Regions from separate parts of the Bos taurus genome. Here region 2 is linked to region 1. A link is a contact called in public Hi-C data. All regions are on one chromosome and are shown on one strand. Each heading gives the region's core, a stretch centred on a gene start, on an enhancer-like site or on the middle of the called end of the contact. The rest is flanking DNA. Distances are from core to core; before and after follow the strand shown.

The links. Hi-C and Micro-C count contacts between places; a contact is called where the count stands out from the background.
Region 2: a contact with region 1 is called in a Hi-C map of liver, with 12 times the contacts expected there. The contact joins the enhancer-like site here to the promoter of SMAD1 in region 1. A contact is called at or near these places in 2 of 11 Hi-C or Micro-C datasets (liver and skeletal muscle).

What each region holds. Positions count from the first base shown.
Region 1 is chr17:12,786,463-12,793,902 of ARS-UCD2.0, forward strand. It overlaps SMAD1 (SMAD family member 1), which reads right to left and starts at 1,381. Exons shown (of 6, transcript NM_001076223.2): 1 at 805-1,381. The coding sequence starts at 1,204.
Region 2 is chr17:12,932,804-12,939,562 of ARS-UCD2.0, forward strand. No RefSeq gene overlaps it. Among named protein-coding and RNA genes, the nearest start is that of TRNAG-ACC, 89 kb to the left of the region's middle. Within about 2 kb of position 5,453, at least 12 of the 102 cell types and tissues checked have an H3K27ac peak or open chromatin away from gene starts, as enhancers often do. A contact at or near this core is called in liver and skeletal muscle, where this site is marked.

The DNA.
Region 1 (7,440 bases), core at 131-2,630:
GAATAAGAATTTCTGGGAGAGAGCCACATGAATCTAACACACAGCCTCATTTGGGAACACCTGGTAACCATCAGCTATTAATAACTAATCCATCAACAAATTTGATTCCAATCTGACGCTGAGATATTTAAGTGCCTGAGATTGCCTAATCATTTTCCAGCTGATGCCACTGTCTAGAATGCGGACTCTAATTTAAGTCAAAACCAAGTAAATGTTAAAAGTATATCTTTTATTATGCTTCCTCCACCCCCTCCAAGGTCACACATGTAAAAACCAGGAGTATCTCATATAAAGTAATAGTATCAAATGATTCCACAGCAGAACATAATTCCTTCATATCCTCCACAGGGAGTATGCCATAGCAAAATTCTACTGGAGATGATAAAAAGTGCTATTTTTAAGGATAAAGTGATATAAGTCACTGGCAACCACCCTCAAGTATGTAGACAGCAACATCATGCTTCTTTCCCGATTTTCTTCCCTTGCAATAAAAATCATAGCTAACTCTGTCTCGAGAAATGCACAGAACCAAAGGGAAACAAAAAATAAATTCAGCAAAAAAACAATTTATGAAAAGGTAGATGCATTAATGCCTCCATGACAGTTTTCACAGCCCTGCTCCTAAGAAATAAAGTTAACTAGAGACTATGCCGTTAGAACGTACGACCCTTTCAAGGACTGACTGACACGACTTTCCCCCTAATACTTAGAAATTACAACAACGACAAAAAAAACATGGAAAGGGACGATTTCGAGAAACAACACAAATCTGCTAAATGCGTCCACAGGAAAGGACTCACTCACCGGGGCTTTCTACTCGCTTATAGTGGTAGGGGTTGATGCACACCTCCTTCTGCTTGGAGCCGAAGGGAAACTCGCAGCATTCCAATGGTTTCAGTTCATGGTGGCTCTGAAGGTCGGGCCAGCGCCACACGCGGCAGTAGATGACGTGAGGCAGCCCCTTCCGGTGGGAGACCTGCAGTCTGCCGTCCAGGGAGCGGGGGATGGTGACGCAGTTGCTGGGCTGGCCCGGGCAGCTCAAGGCTTTTTCCAGTTCCTCCATGGCACCCTTCTTTTTCTTCAGTTTTTTCACCAAAGCATCAACGGCCTTCTCTGCCCATTTTTCTTCCTCGTCACCCTGTTTCCAGCCAAGAAGTCTCTTCACAGCTGGACTTGTGAAGGAAAATAAACTTGTCACATTCATGATGGCGCTACGCACGCTCCTTGTGGAGGGAGAAATATAGACGTCCCCAATGTGAAAGGACAGTGAAAGAGGCTTCACTTTATCTACATAAGATTCTCCTTAGCTTCTTTGTGCGGAGGTCCTGAAAAGTAGAAATGACCATTCCTGGTGTTTCCAAAAGGAACCCAAAGCGAGCACCTAGAAAAGAAAAAAGGGGAAAAGGTGTTTAAAATCATCTGTACCATAAAATCACAATTTATTAAACAATTGCCATGGGCCAGGTATTTTTTTAAGTGATTTTATGTATTAGTGTCCTATGGAATGAATTATGCACCCCCCACCCCCAAACTCATATTGAAGTCTCAGTGTGACTGTATTTGGAGATGGAACCTGGAGCCTTTAAGGAAGTAATTAAGGTCAAATGTGGTCATGAAGGTGGGGTCCTAACATGAGAGGATTAGTGGCCTCATAAGAAGAAGGGAGAGATTTCTCTCCTGCCCTATGTGTGCACCCACTGAGGAAAGGCCACCTGCAGACACAGAGAGAAGGCCACTGCCTACAAGCCTGGATGATAGCTCTCATCAGAAACCACACTATCTGGACCCTTCATCTTGGACTTCACAGACTCCAGAACTGTAAGAAATACATTTCTATTGTTTAAGCCACTCCATCAGTGGTATCTTGTTATGGCAGCAGACTAGCACAGTATTTAACCCTTTAAATAATTATTTCAACTAGGTAATACAATCATTGCGATTTTATAGATGAATAAACTGAGATGCAATTTAAAAAAAAGTATGCTACTCTTTATATGAGTTATGAGGTAGAAGCAATATTCCCCTTAGTGCAAAAAAAATTCAAGTTCTCAACAGATACTGTGATATTCTATATTTATAGTCACTCATGGGCTCTAAAATATTTATTTCAAAGTACACCTCAATCAACAAAAACTAAAAGCAACAAGACAAAGTAAAACTGTAACAGCCTTAACATCTGTTTTTCTTTTGCTCAAGTATCTCATGCTAAAAGAAAAGGTAGTTCATTCTATTTATACTAGATAAATGTAGCAACATTTTAGGGTCTTTATTCAGTAAATAAGTCTATGCCTTTGGACTATCAGGCAATTAAGGTAGGAAATTCATTCCCTGCTTTTTCAAATATGCTTTTTATTGACATGAAATGAATGAAGCACATGAGCACGTACTGTACTAAATACTTTAGTCAAGTTGTTTCATTTAAACCTTCCAGTTACTCTTCACTAGATAAAAATGCAAATGGCGAAAAAGATTAAAGATAACTTTGCACCAACTCCAGCTAAGATTGAGTAGCAGGTATCCAATCAACCTCCTCCCCAAACAACTATAAAAGGTGAATAAAATACAAATGAATAAATAGAGGTGGGGGGGGGAAGCCCAACTTTTTAAAGGCATCAATGAGCAATCAAAGTACTCAGGACACGAGGGGCCACATATGGAAAGATGTGAAAAGTGATGAAGTGATAAGCTGAACATTCTTCACTGCTTTTCTTCTCAAGGCATTTGCCAAAGCTACGTTGTAAGAAGCCAAGTAGAAAGAAGCTAAAAGACCAAGCAGAGATTTCAGGAGTCTCATAGTGTTGAGGAGAGCCCCCCTCCAAAAAAAAAAAACAGAGTTGAGGGCTTGCCAAGAAGGAGAAATTCTGGTAAACATGCCAGGTTTTCCGCTGAGACCCTTGGAGAGGTATGCCCTAGTGCAAGGGCTAAACTGAAATGGACAGTGTTTAGAAACACAGCCTAGGATCATCTTAGTACTAGACTAGATCAAGATGAAAGAAAATGAGGAGAGAAAAACTGTGAGAGAGGACATATGCATATTGAAAGTTACTGGCCAAAGGCTTTCCAAAACTGGCAACAGACATCTAGCCACAGATTCATGAAGCCTTATAAGTCCCAAGAAGGAGAAATAGAAAGAAATCCACAAGTTTTAATGTGTCATATTATGGTATAATTGCTGAAAACCTACAACAAAAATCTTTAAAAAGACACAATACTTTCAAATGAGTACAATAAGCATGACAGCTGACATTTCAACGGGAACAATGAAAACAAAACTACAGTAAAATGGTATCTTTAGCATGCCGAATGCAATAAATAGCTGGTAACTCAGAACGCTACACTTAGTGGGGAAAAAATCATTCAAAAATGATTGTGAAATAAAAGTGCTTTACAACAAACAAAATCTGAAATAACTGGCTTCCAGGAGGAATTCTCAAGCACAAGGGAAAAGCAAGAAATTGCGGGAAAGAACGAAGAGTTCCATAAGGGTACTGACTTTACAAAACAATTAGAGGAACATCTTGTGGTGTTTAAAATACAGAATTAAAATGCATAACAAAAAAGCAGAAGGGATCCATGAATTTAGAGTTCTAAGGTCCTTATACTACTCAGGCAATGCTAAAACATTAAACTATTATTACTGATATAAATTATGAATTCCTATCATAATAAAGCAACCACTGAAAGAATAATTTAAAAGCAATAAAAAGGTAATAGAGGAATTAAAAATATGGAATTCTATTTAAAGATATGATTAACCAAAAAAACCTCAGAACAAAAAGGAGTACATAATAGGTGGGTCAAATAGAAAACAGTAAGATTCAGATATAATCTTCAACGTCTCAAGAATTAATTACAAATCAAGAGACTAAATGAGCCAAATGAAAATATATAGTGTACTTACAAGAGACACATATCAAATACAAGGGCAGAGAAAAGTTGAAAGAAAAAGAATGGAAAGAACTGTACTGTGCATATTCTAAACAAAAAAGTTCACAGAGCTATCAAATCAGACAAAAGAGACTTCAAAGAAAGAAGTATCACCAAGGATAAAAGAGGGACATTTCATAATGTTAAAAGAGGTGCTCTACCATGAATATATCACAATCCTAATTTTTTAATCCAAGCAGTAACGGTTTCAAAATACATAAAATAGAAACTGACATAGTTAAAATGACAAACAGTCTTGGTGGGAGATCAACATAGTAAATGACAAAACAAGCCAATGAAAATTGACAGATATAGGAGGTTGTATGTTTAAAAACTTGACTCAATTCATGTATGCACCCAGCAACTGCACCACACATAGCACTTTAAAAAACACATGACCATATAATGGGCCGTTACGCAAATCTCAACAAATATCAAAGGGATAAAACTATACAGAATATGCTCTTTGATCATCATACAACTAAGAATAAATGCCCAAATACTGTTATTGAAAAGAATTACACTTCTTTGACCTGTGAGTCACAGAAGAAAATATAGGGGAAATTAGAAAGTATTTTAAATGGGATGATTATAAAAATCTGACACATCAAACTTGTAGGATGTGGCTCAATCCATGCTTAGAGGGAAGTTTATAATCTTAAGTGCATATATTAGAAAATAAAAGCAGCTGAAAACTAATTTTCTATGTATCTACCAAAAGAAAAAGAAAGGAACAGCAAATTAAACCCAAAGACAGTAAAAGGAAATGAGAGCAAAAATTAAATATATCTATATATATAAAATAGGAAAATAAAATCAAAGTTGGCTCTTTGAAAATACTAATAAAACCAGATATTCCTCTAGCAAAACTAATCAATAAAAGAAAAGGCACAGATTACCCGTAACAGGAATAAAAGGGGGAAAGCATTACTGATTCTGAGAACTGAAAGGGATATTTATGATGGACTGCTGTCACAGCAAACTGCACATGCCAACAGTTACTTCCTCACTGGAGGAAAAAGGAATTCTATCTGACTGTCTTCTGTCTTTGGAGCAGAGCCCTATACCTGGCACACATCAGAGTCTCAATAAATGTTTGATGAATGATTTAGCTCCCTGAAGGAATTAGAAGGCCAAGGGTGGAGCTTTACTTAATAGGCTACAGGGACTCAGTTGTTCCCTTCTGTAAAGAGTTTTACTCAGATTTATCAGTTCTTTGAAAGTGGCATTATTTTTGTCTAACAATAAAAGAGAAAACAAAACACTATGCTATCATCAAGAGTCACACTTGGTCAGAGTGTACCTCCTGAAATAATTATTTACTTTTACTAAAGGTTAATTGTGCAAAAGAACGAGAAAGACAACTTTTTTTCCTTGTCCTCTAGTAACAATTTATCAACAGAATACATTTCTCCTTACCCTGTATGTCCTCTTCTTCAACTCCAAAAGCTGCGTTTTTATATTTCAGTCAATAGTTTTCAAATTGAGGGGGTGAGTTTCTATCAAAATCACTTGGGGCTATTTTAAACTCTAGAACTGATGGATTTATCCTAGAAGGTGTGTGTGTGGCGGTGGAGGTGGGGGTTGAGGACCACAATTTCAGACCTTTGCTTTAACTACTGGAATCGACATTCATTCAACGAAGTTGCACTGAGTGCCTGCTAAGTACTTTGGCTACCCCACTGAGGCCAGAGACAAAGATGCTCCATCCTGAAGAGCCACTGTGTTAACAGTGAACTCACGGTTAGCGAACTGGCTCCCCGTATGCCAAGTTCAAGGACTGTGCTGAGCAGTCTTGAGGCAAGTGCAGGTCTCAGCAGGAAAGGAGTTCCACGAGTAGAACAAGGTGAACTCTGAGTGCGGGAACAGAAGAGGCGGCCCCTGTACTGCGCATGTGCCAACCAAGAACCAGCCACCACGCTGTGTCACAAAAGCTCTACCGCAGGGAAAAACGATGCACGACTATACATAAAAGCAGAAAAGGAGAGAAGAAAAGGAAGGAACAATTAATTCCAGGGATTTCAGGAAGTCTTTCCAAAGAAGAAATATCATTACAGGATGAGCAGAATTTTGCAAAACAACAGAACTAATATTTGGAGTCATCATTACATGAGAGACACTGTTCCCTTTATTACCTAGTTTAAACTTTGTGACAAAGCCTCTTTAAGGGAGCATTCTGTTTTCCTTACTATGCTATGGTATGCTAAGTCACGTCAGTCGTGTCCGACTCTGTGCGACCCCATAGACGGCAGCCCACCAGGCTCCCCCGTCCCTGGGATTCTCCAGGCAAGAACACTGGAGTGGGTTGCCATTTCCTTCTCCAGTGCATGAAAGTGAGAAGAGAAAGTGAAGTCGCTCAGTCGTGTCCGACTCTTAGCGACCCCATGGACTGCAGCTTACCAGGCTCCTCCGTCCATGGGATTTTCCAGGCAAGAGTACTGGAGTGGGGTGCCATTGCCTTCTCCGTTCCTTACTATACAGGTAAGGAAAGTGAAATACAGAAAAGTTAATTAATTTGTTCAAGGTTTATGTGCACAGTTGTAAGTGGTGGGGCCAGAGAGGGAACCCATGTTTCTGGCTCTAGAGCCTCAATTTTTAAACCACTTTTCTAAATTGGTAGTTCTAACAGACATCAGGGAAATGCTAGGGTTCAAGGTTGATGCAGATGATACAAGGCTGATAAGGGCGGGGCAAGACTGTGAAGGGCCTATGATACCTATTATCCCGTGGGCAAACGGAAGGTTTTAAATCAGAGCACCAGTGTGTTTAGATTCATGTTTTAGAAAGATAGCTAAGGTGACATCCTCAATATAGAAGGCCTCTCCGCCCAGGGAACAAAAACAACATCAAAAAACTGAATCACAACATTGTTAATCAGGTCACTCGCTCAGTTGTGTTCGACTCTCTGCGACCCCATGAACTGCAGCACACCAGGCCTCCCTGTAAAGTAACAACAAACAACAAACCCTGCTACTGCCTCCAAACACTGTTGGGGCCAATTGTTGGGGGCGGGGGGTTGATGCCACTAAAAATATTAAGAAATTAAAAAATGACAAGATCATAAACTCTTGCATGTAAATGTGCATATGAAACAAAACACAGGTTGATGACTGATTTTTGCCTCCTTGGGTTAAGCACTTTTTTTTATATTCAAGTGAAACAAGTAACCCACCTCCCATCAGGAACTCAAGAGTCCATGACACGATGGCCTTGGCAAGACAACTCATTTTTTTCTGCCCCTTTTGGTACTTCCTGCTTTAGTTTATGTCAAGAGCTAAGTGGCCTTATCAGTTTAAAGCGCAAAATAAAAACATGAGTCAGCAAACAGAGATTTCCTTCCCTCTTCTCCAAATACAAACATTTCACACTGACAAAGAAGAAAAAGCACTTCAACTGGTAAAGAACCCCCAAGAAGTCTTAAAAAAAGGGTGAGATTTGTTCCAGTAGCTTCACTTCTAGAAATGTACACTAAGGAAATATTCTGCACTGAAAATGTAAAACTGTTTTTGCACG
Region 2 (6,759 bases), core at 4,203-6,702, 150 kb after region 1:
ATGCTCGCTGATACAGTTTGACCTGGATTATGGCTAAAGGTAGTAAAATTCAGCGTCTCAAGAGTACTGGTCTTGTTAATTTTGTTGTTGTTCAGTCACTGAGTTGTGTTGACTCTTTTCGACCCCACGGACTGCAGCATGCCAGGCTTCCCTGTCCTTCACCATCTCCCAGAGCTTGCTCAAACTCATGTCCATTGAGTCGGTGATGCCATCCAACCGTCTCATCCTCTGTTGTCCTCTCCTCCTGCCTTCAGTCTTTCCCAGCTTCAGGATCTTTGTTAATGGATTTTCTCAACTGCTGCCTCAATTCATTTTAATTTGAACCAATTTTTTTATAGGTCCTGGACTGGAATCTAGGGCTGCCATTTCAGCTTATCCACAGTCAGGTAAACTTAAAAGATGTTAGACACTCCAATCTTTCTTTAGATTTTTGGGCAACATTTAAGGAAAAAGACCATATAAATATGATTATTGGAGCCCATCCAGTGGTCATGGCTAATGGATCTGAAACTCAGAGACTGAGAAGATCAATCTAGTTTATTGGGAGAGAAAATAAAATGTTAGTATTCTGGTCTGGTAACTCAGGACTTTTGTGGAATCAGAGCACTTCACATATTTTTACCTCTGATCTTAAGTTTGTTTACAAAGACTGACAAAAGTTAGGTGGGTTTTATAAGATATGTAAGGAGGATTTAACTCTTCCAGGCCTTACTATCATAAAATACAGAGTCTGCATAGAGGTGTATGATAATAACCTAGTTATTCCTTGTCTTTTGATTCGGGAAAAGCTTCTACCTGTCTTTTGTTATGAGAGCATACACTTTGGACTGTCTTCTGACATTCTTTGGGCTCGTAGTTGATGTTTGAAGAATTTCACTTAAAGCCAGGCAGGAAAGTTCACTTGAGAAATTGGCAAAATGATGGATGCACTGTTGTCTGTTTTTTGGCTCCCTTGGGGATTGTGGTGTGTGGCAAGGACACTAGAGCAGAGTTGGAAGTACTGTGCTCCTAAACTGGACCATGTGCTGGCCCTATGACCTCAAATCTGTCCATCCTCAACCTCAATCTCCAATGTTCATAAAACGGGAAAGTTCTCAAAGATGTTATTTCCCCTCTCTGGTCTTTACTCAGTTGGTATTTTCCCCACGAAGGTCACTTTCTCTAAATCGTTCCTGATAGAGAACCACTGATTTATGGGAACTCAGCATGGGAGGGGCTGCCTAAAACCAACTATAGATTTAAATAGAGGAAGGCAGTCATTAGGGAATAAATACCAACCATTTCTTTTCTTTCACCTTCTGATCTCTTATTCATGTCTCCCATAGGCAAAACCCCACTGGAGGTTGGAGAATAAGGGAGCCAGGTGAGGCAGAGTATGGAAATCAGACTCCCGGGATACAGAGCAGTGGTGAGAAAGATGGAAAGTGGATCTGGAGGATAAATGAGGATTATCCAACACAGCATGTTAGGAGCTTGGAGTTCATGCTCTAGTCCATACAGAATCTTATGTGCAGAATCTTTTTCGAGTCTTTTCCAACACCATAATTCAAAAGCATCAATTCTTCAGGGCTCAACATTCTTTATGGCCCAACTCTCGCATCCATACATGACTACTGGAAAATCCACAGCTTTGACCATACAGACCTTTGTTGGCAAAGTGATGTCTCTGCTTTATAATACACTGTCTAGGTTTGTCATAGCTTTACTTCCAAGGAGCAGGTGTCTTTTAATTTCATGGCTGCAGTCACCGTCCACAGTGATTTGGGAACCCAAAAAAATAAAGTCTGTCACTGTTTCCATTGTTTTCCCGTCTATTGCCATGAAGTAATGGGAACAGATGCCATGATCTTTGTTTTTGGAATGTTGAGTTTTAAGCCAGCTTTTTCACTCTCCTCTTTTACCTTTATCAAGGGGCTCTTTTGTTCCTCTTTGCTTTCTGCAAAGAGTGATAAGCGTGGTATCATCTGCATATCTGAGGTTATTGATATTTCTCCCAGAAATCTTGATTCCAGCTTGTGCTTCATCCAGGCTGACATTTCTCATGATGTACTCTACATATAAGTTAAATAAGCAGGGTGACAATAGACAGCCTTGACGTACTCCTTTCCCAATTTGGAACCAGTCCATTGTTCCATGTCCAGTTACTGTTGCTTTTTGACCTGCATACAGGTTTATTAGGAGGCAGGTCAGGTGGTCTGGTACTCCCATCTCTTTAAGAATTTTCCAGTTTGTTGTGATGCACACAGTCAAAGGCTTTGGCATAGTCAATAAAGCAGATTTTTTCTGGAATTTCTTTGCTTTTTCTGTGATCCTGTGGATGCTGGCAATTTAATCTCTGGTCTCTCTGCCTATCATGAATGCAGGCAGCAAGAGACAGTGTGAAATGGAAAAGTGCCCTTGGGTTGGGTGTCAGAGACAGTGTCTTTATCTCTTGACTCGAGGATTATGCTCACACTCCTAGTTGGCTCTGTGAAATGGGTATTATTTGTGTATGTTCTGAGCTTAGTTTGCACACTTGTGAAGTGGCCACCAAAGACTGTTCACTAACAAATATGGAAATTCTGCAAAGGGTAGGTTTCTAGGTTTTTGGTTTTCTTCTGTCTTCGTAGAATCTGCTATCCTGCCAAGTCCTGGGGCATCAGCCTGAAGCAGATTTACTAATGGGCTAGACTTAGTTTCCACCTTTGCAAAAGGATCGACGCGTTTCCTAGGAGCCCCAGAGAATTTCAAATTGTACAAAATCACATCAAACCAAAGAGCCCAGAAAGTAGATACTTGACAATAAGGCAAAATTGAGTGTATCTGATGGAGCTCATGCAAGTCTGGTGCTCTTTATGTACTCTGAAACAGTTTAAAGTCTTTTTCATTGTCTTCATTTTGGCAAATGAAGATAGTTAGCATCTTGGAAAATGTTACAATAGTACACATTACCGTGGTATGACAGTGCAATGTTACAAATGGGTTTTTAGCTTTCTTAGCTATAACTGTTAGAAATCTTAGAGTCCTAGGCTATTAGAATTCCCACATCTCCCTTCTTCCCCTTATCCTCCAATATGAGTTGTTGATATTTGTTGAGAATTTTTGCATCTATGTTTTTGAGAGATATTGGTCTATAGTGTTCCTTCTTGTACTGTCTTTGTCTGGTTTGGTATTAGGATAATGCTGGCATTATCTTAGAATGAATTAGGAAGCTTTTCCTCTATTTCTGTCTTTTGGAAGTGATTGTGGAGAACTGATGTGAGTTCTTCCTTAAACGCTGGGCAGACTTCACTAGTGAAATTATCTGGGGCTGGTGCTTCCTTTTTCAAGGTTGTTGTTTCAGTCTCTCCAGCGATTATAGACTGTGGTAGTTAATTTTATGTGTCACCCAGGCTGGGTGATGGGGTGCCCAGATATTTGGTCAAACGTTAGTCTTAGTGTTTCCGAGTGAGCTTAACATTTAAATCTGTGGACTTGGAGTAAAGTAGATGGTCATTTATAGTGTGAACGTGACTTATCCAATCAGTGGAAGACCTGAATAGAGCAAAAAGACTAGCCTTTCTCTGTGCAAGAGAAAATTCTCCAGGACTTCAGACCTTATCTGCAACACTGGGCCTTTCTGCAGGTCTTTCCTGATGGCAGACAGCCTTAGGACTGGGAGTGGCACATCAGTTCTCCTAGGTCTCCAGCCTGGTGACCCACCCTGCAGATTTGAACTTGCCAGCCTTGATAATCATGTTAGCTAATGCCTTATAAAAAATCATGTAAATATATAAATCATATATATCTCCTTCTAGGGAGATATATGTAATTTATAGGGTTCTATAAAACCCTAACGTGAGCTTATTCAGATAATCTGTTTCTCCTTGTGTTGATTTTGGCAGTTGGTATTTTTTAAATGGTCTTTCCTGGTGGCTCAGTGGTAAAGAACCAACCTGCCAATGCAGGATATGCAGGTTTGATCCTGTGTGGGGAAAGTCCCCTGGAAAAGGAAATGGCTATCTACTCCAGGATTCTGGCCTGGGAAATCCCATTGACAGAGGAGCCTGAAGGGCTATACTCCATGGAGTTGTTGCAAAAGAGTCCAATACTACTTATGAGAATAAACAGTCTTTATCAAGAGTAAACAATGATAACAGTCTTTAAAATAGATAGCTAGTGGGAATCTGCTGTAAAGCACAGGAAACTCAGCTCAGATGACCTGGATGGGTGGGATGAGAGGGGGAGTAGGAAAAAGGTACAAAGAGGGAGAGGATATATGTATACATTTAGCTGATGCACTTTGTTGTACAGCAGAAACTAACACAATGTTGTTAGTTTCTCAAATACAAAAGAGAATTTTTCAGCTAAGTGATCAAATTGGTGGACAGATTGTTAATAATATTCCTGAGTTATCCTTTTAATGAGACTACTAAGTAAGAGTCTCCTTTTAATGAGACTCTCGTTTCTGATATTATTAATGTGTCTTTTTTCTCCTTGATTAGTCTTAGTGGAAGTTTAGAAAGTTTATCTTTTCAAAGAGTTCTCTGTTGGTTTCCTATTTTTAATCCCATCAATTCCTGCTTTAATATCTATATTTCTTTTCTTCTTCTTGCTTTAGCCTTAAGCTCTTCTTTTTCATCCTTGATGAAAAAGATTTCAGACCTTTCTTCTTTTCTAATATATGCACACAGTGCTATACATTTTCCCCTTAATTATTACTTTTACTACATTCCACAAATTTTGATACTGCGTCTTTAATTTTTGTATGTACAAAATATGTGGCTTATGTTGGTGAATGTTCCACATGAGCCACCAACTCAATTGTAATAAAAAATATTAAAACAGGTTCAAAATGAATTTTTAAAATTGACACATTTAAATGGAAGTTGAAGCAAAACTAAGTATTAACAAGATTCAGGATGCCATTGTTTCAGTTGCCTACAATAAATCCATTTCCAGGCTTGACATACCATCCATATCACAGAAGCCATCTTTTGAAATATTGTTTATTCAGACTTTTTCTTAGGTAGATAATCTGAATCCGAGATCCTAAACGGAGAAGCTGCACTCAGCTCTTCAGCCTTTTGGTTTTGTCCTGTTTAACACCGTCCAGGTTGTAACTAATGGCTGCATGGTGTATTTATCAGGCCCAGAGGGGTGAAAGTTAAATGCCACCTTTTTCTCCTGAGCTCCACATGCACACCCCACACACTGCACACAAAAATAAACATCTAGGGCTGCTGACATTTCAATAAAAGTGATCTATTTTGTTGTTGTTTTGGTTGGCAGTATCACCTGGTAAATGTCTAGTATATCACCACCACCCAATGACGACTTTTGCCACAGGGATGATGAAAACGATGATTAACAGGTAATCGTAACATAGATTATCAGTGACCTGTCTTCTGCAGGACTTCTTATCCTTACTGCATTCCAGTCTTTTGGAAAGAGAAAATTCCAGCTGAAATAACCCCACCTCTGGCTCCATTTGTGGCAGGGCCAGCTTCCAGCGGGTTTGGCTGGCTCTCTGGGCCAAGGTCTCTAAGCAGGCTGGCTGGGGCCTCCAACCACGCAGACTCGGCACTGGGAAGACTTAGTCCTTAGTGCGGTGCTTCTTGTCATCAGAGACTCTACAAGATGGATTCGGGGTTTGTTTGAAAAGACTTCTTTAAACAACAACAACAAAAACCTTTTCAGTCTGGTTCTGTGAGATTTTCAGCGGCTCCTTAAGGCCCACGAGTAGAAGAGCGTCACACGCGCAGTGGCATCTCTCAGCTGTGCCGAGTGTTCCCCTTTCGGTAGAAATTTAAAACTGCTCTGGGAGTTGGAACATTAAACATGACCTGGCTTGGCTGGGCCTGGGGATGAGGAGGCCAGTGCAGATGTGGAGCTGCCCCAAGTCTCAAGCCCTTGGCTGATTGACAGCAGACTGTGGCCACAGAGTGGGAGGTGAGAGTTCACCTCACCCTGGCCCTGCTCCCATGCTTGGCACTGAGAAAGCTCAAACGTTTGTCCTCAGCAGCCAAGAGAGCAGGAACCTTCTTTAGGATGAGAAATGGAGTTAACTAGGTATGCTGCTGCTGCTGCTGCTGCTAAGTCCCATCAGTCGTGTCCAACTCTGTGCTGCGCCATAGACGGCAGCCCACCAGGCTCCCCCGCCCCTGGGATTCTCCAGGCAAGAACACTAGAGTCAGTTGCCATTTCCTTCTCAAGTGCATGAAAGTGGAAAGTGAAAGTGAAGTCGCTCAGTCGTGTCTGACTCTTAGCGACCCCATGGACTGCAGCCTACCAGGCTCCTCTGTCCATGGGATTTTCCAGGCAAGAGTACTGGAGTGGGGTGCCATTGCCTTCTCTGTAACTAGGTATATCACCTGGGATATATGAAAGATGTAATTTATGGAATAAAAGATCCAGGTGAGCAAGAGAATAGCTGTTTCCAAGCATCCCCATGAAGTGTTGTTCTCCCTTCTCAGTTTTGTCTCTTTAAATTCCTGGCCAACGTGAGAAGCACTTGGAGGAGGACTGTAAGTGACCTGGTGCTCTGCTTGAGGTCGGCTACACCTCATTTTGCTCTCCTGAGACCCCAGAGTTGGGGACACAGCCAGGCAGCAGGTGACCTGGAATGTTCTGAGGTGACCTGGGTGTTAGTTCACACTCGACTCACAGTCTTCTTTTGCGCTTTGGTTTCTTTGCTTCTAAAATAGCCGGCTCACAAAACTTACTGTGAAGTAGCATAGAATATTTTATATTTTTTAATATAACACGGGGGTTATATTATATATAAATATATATAATATT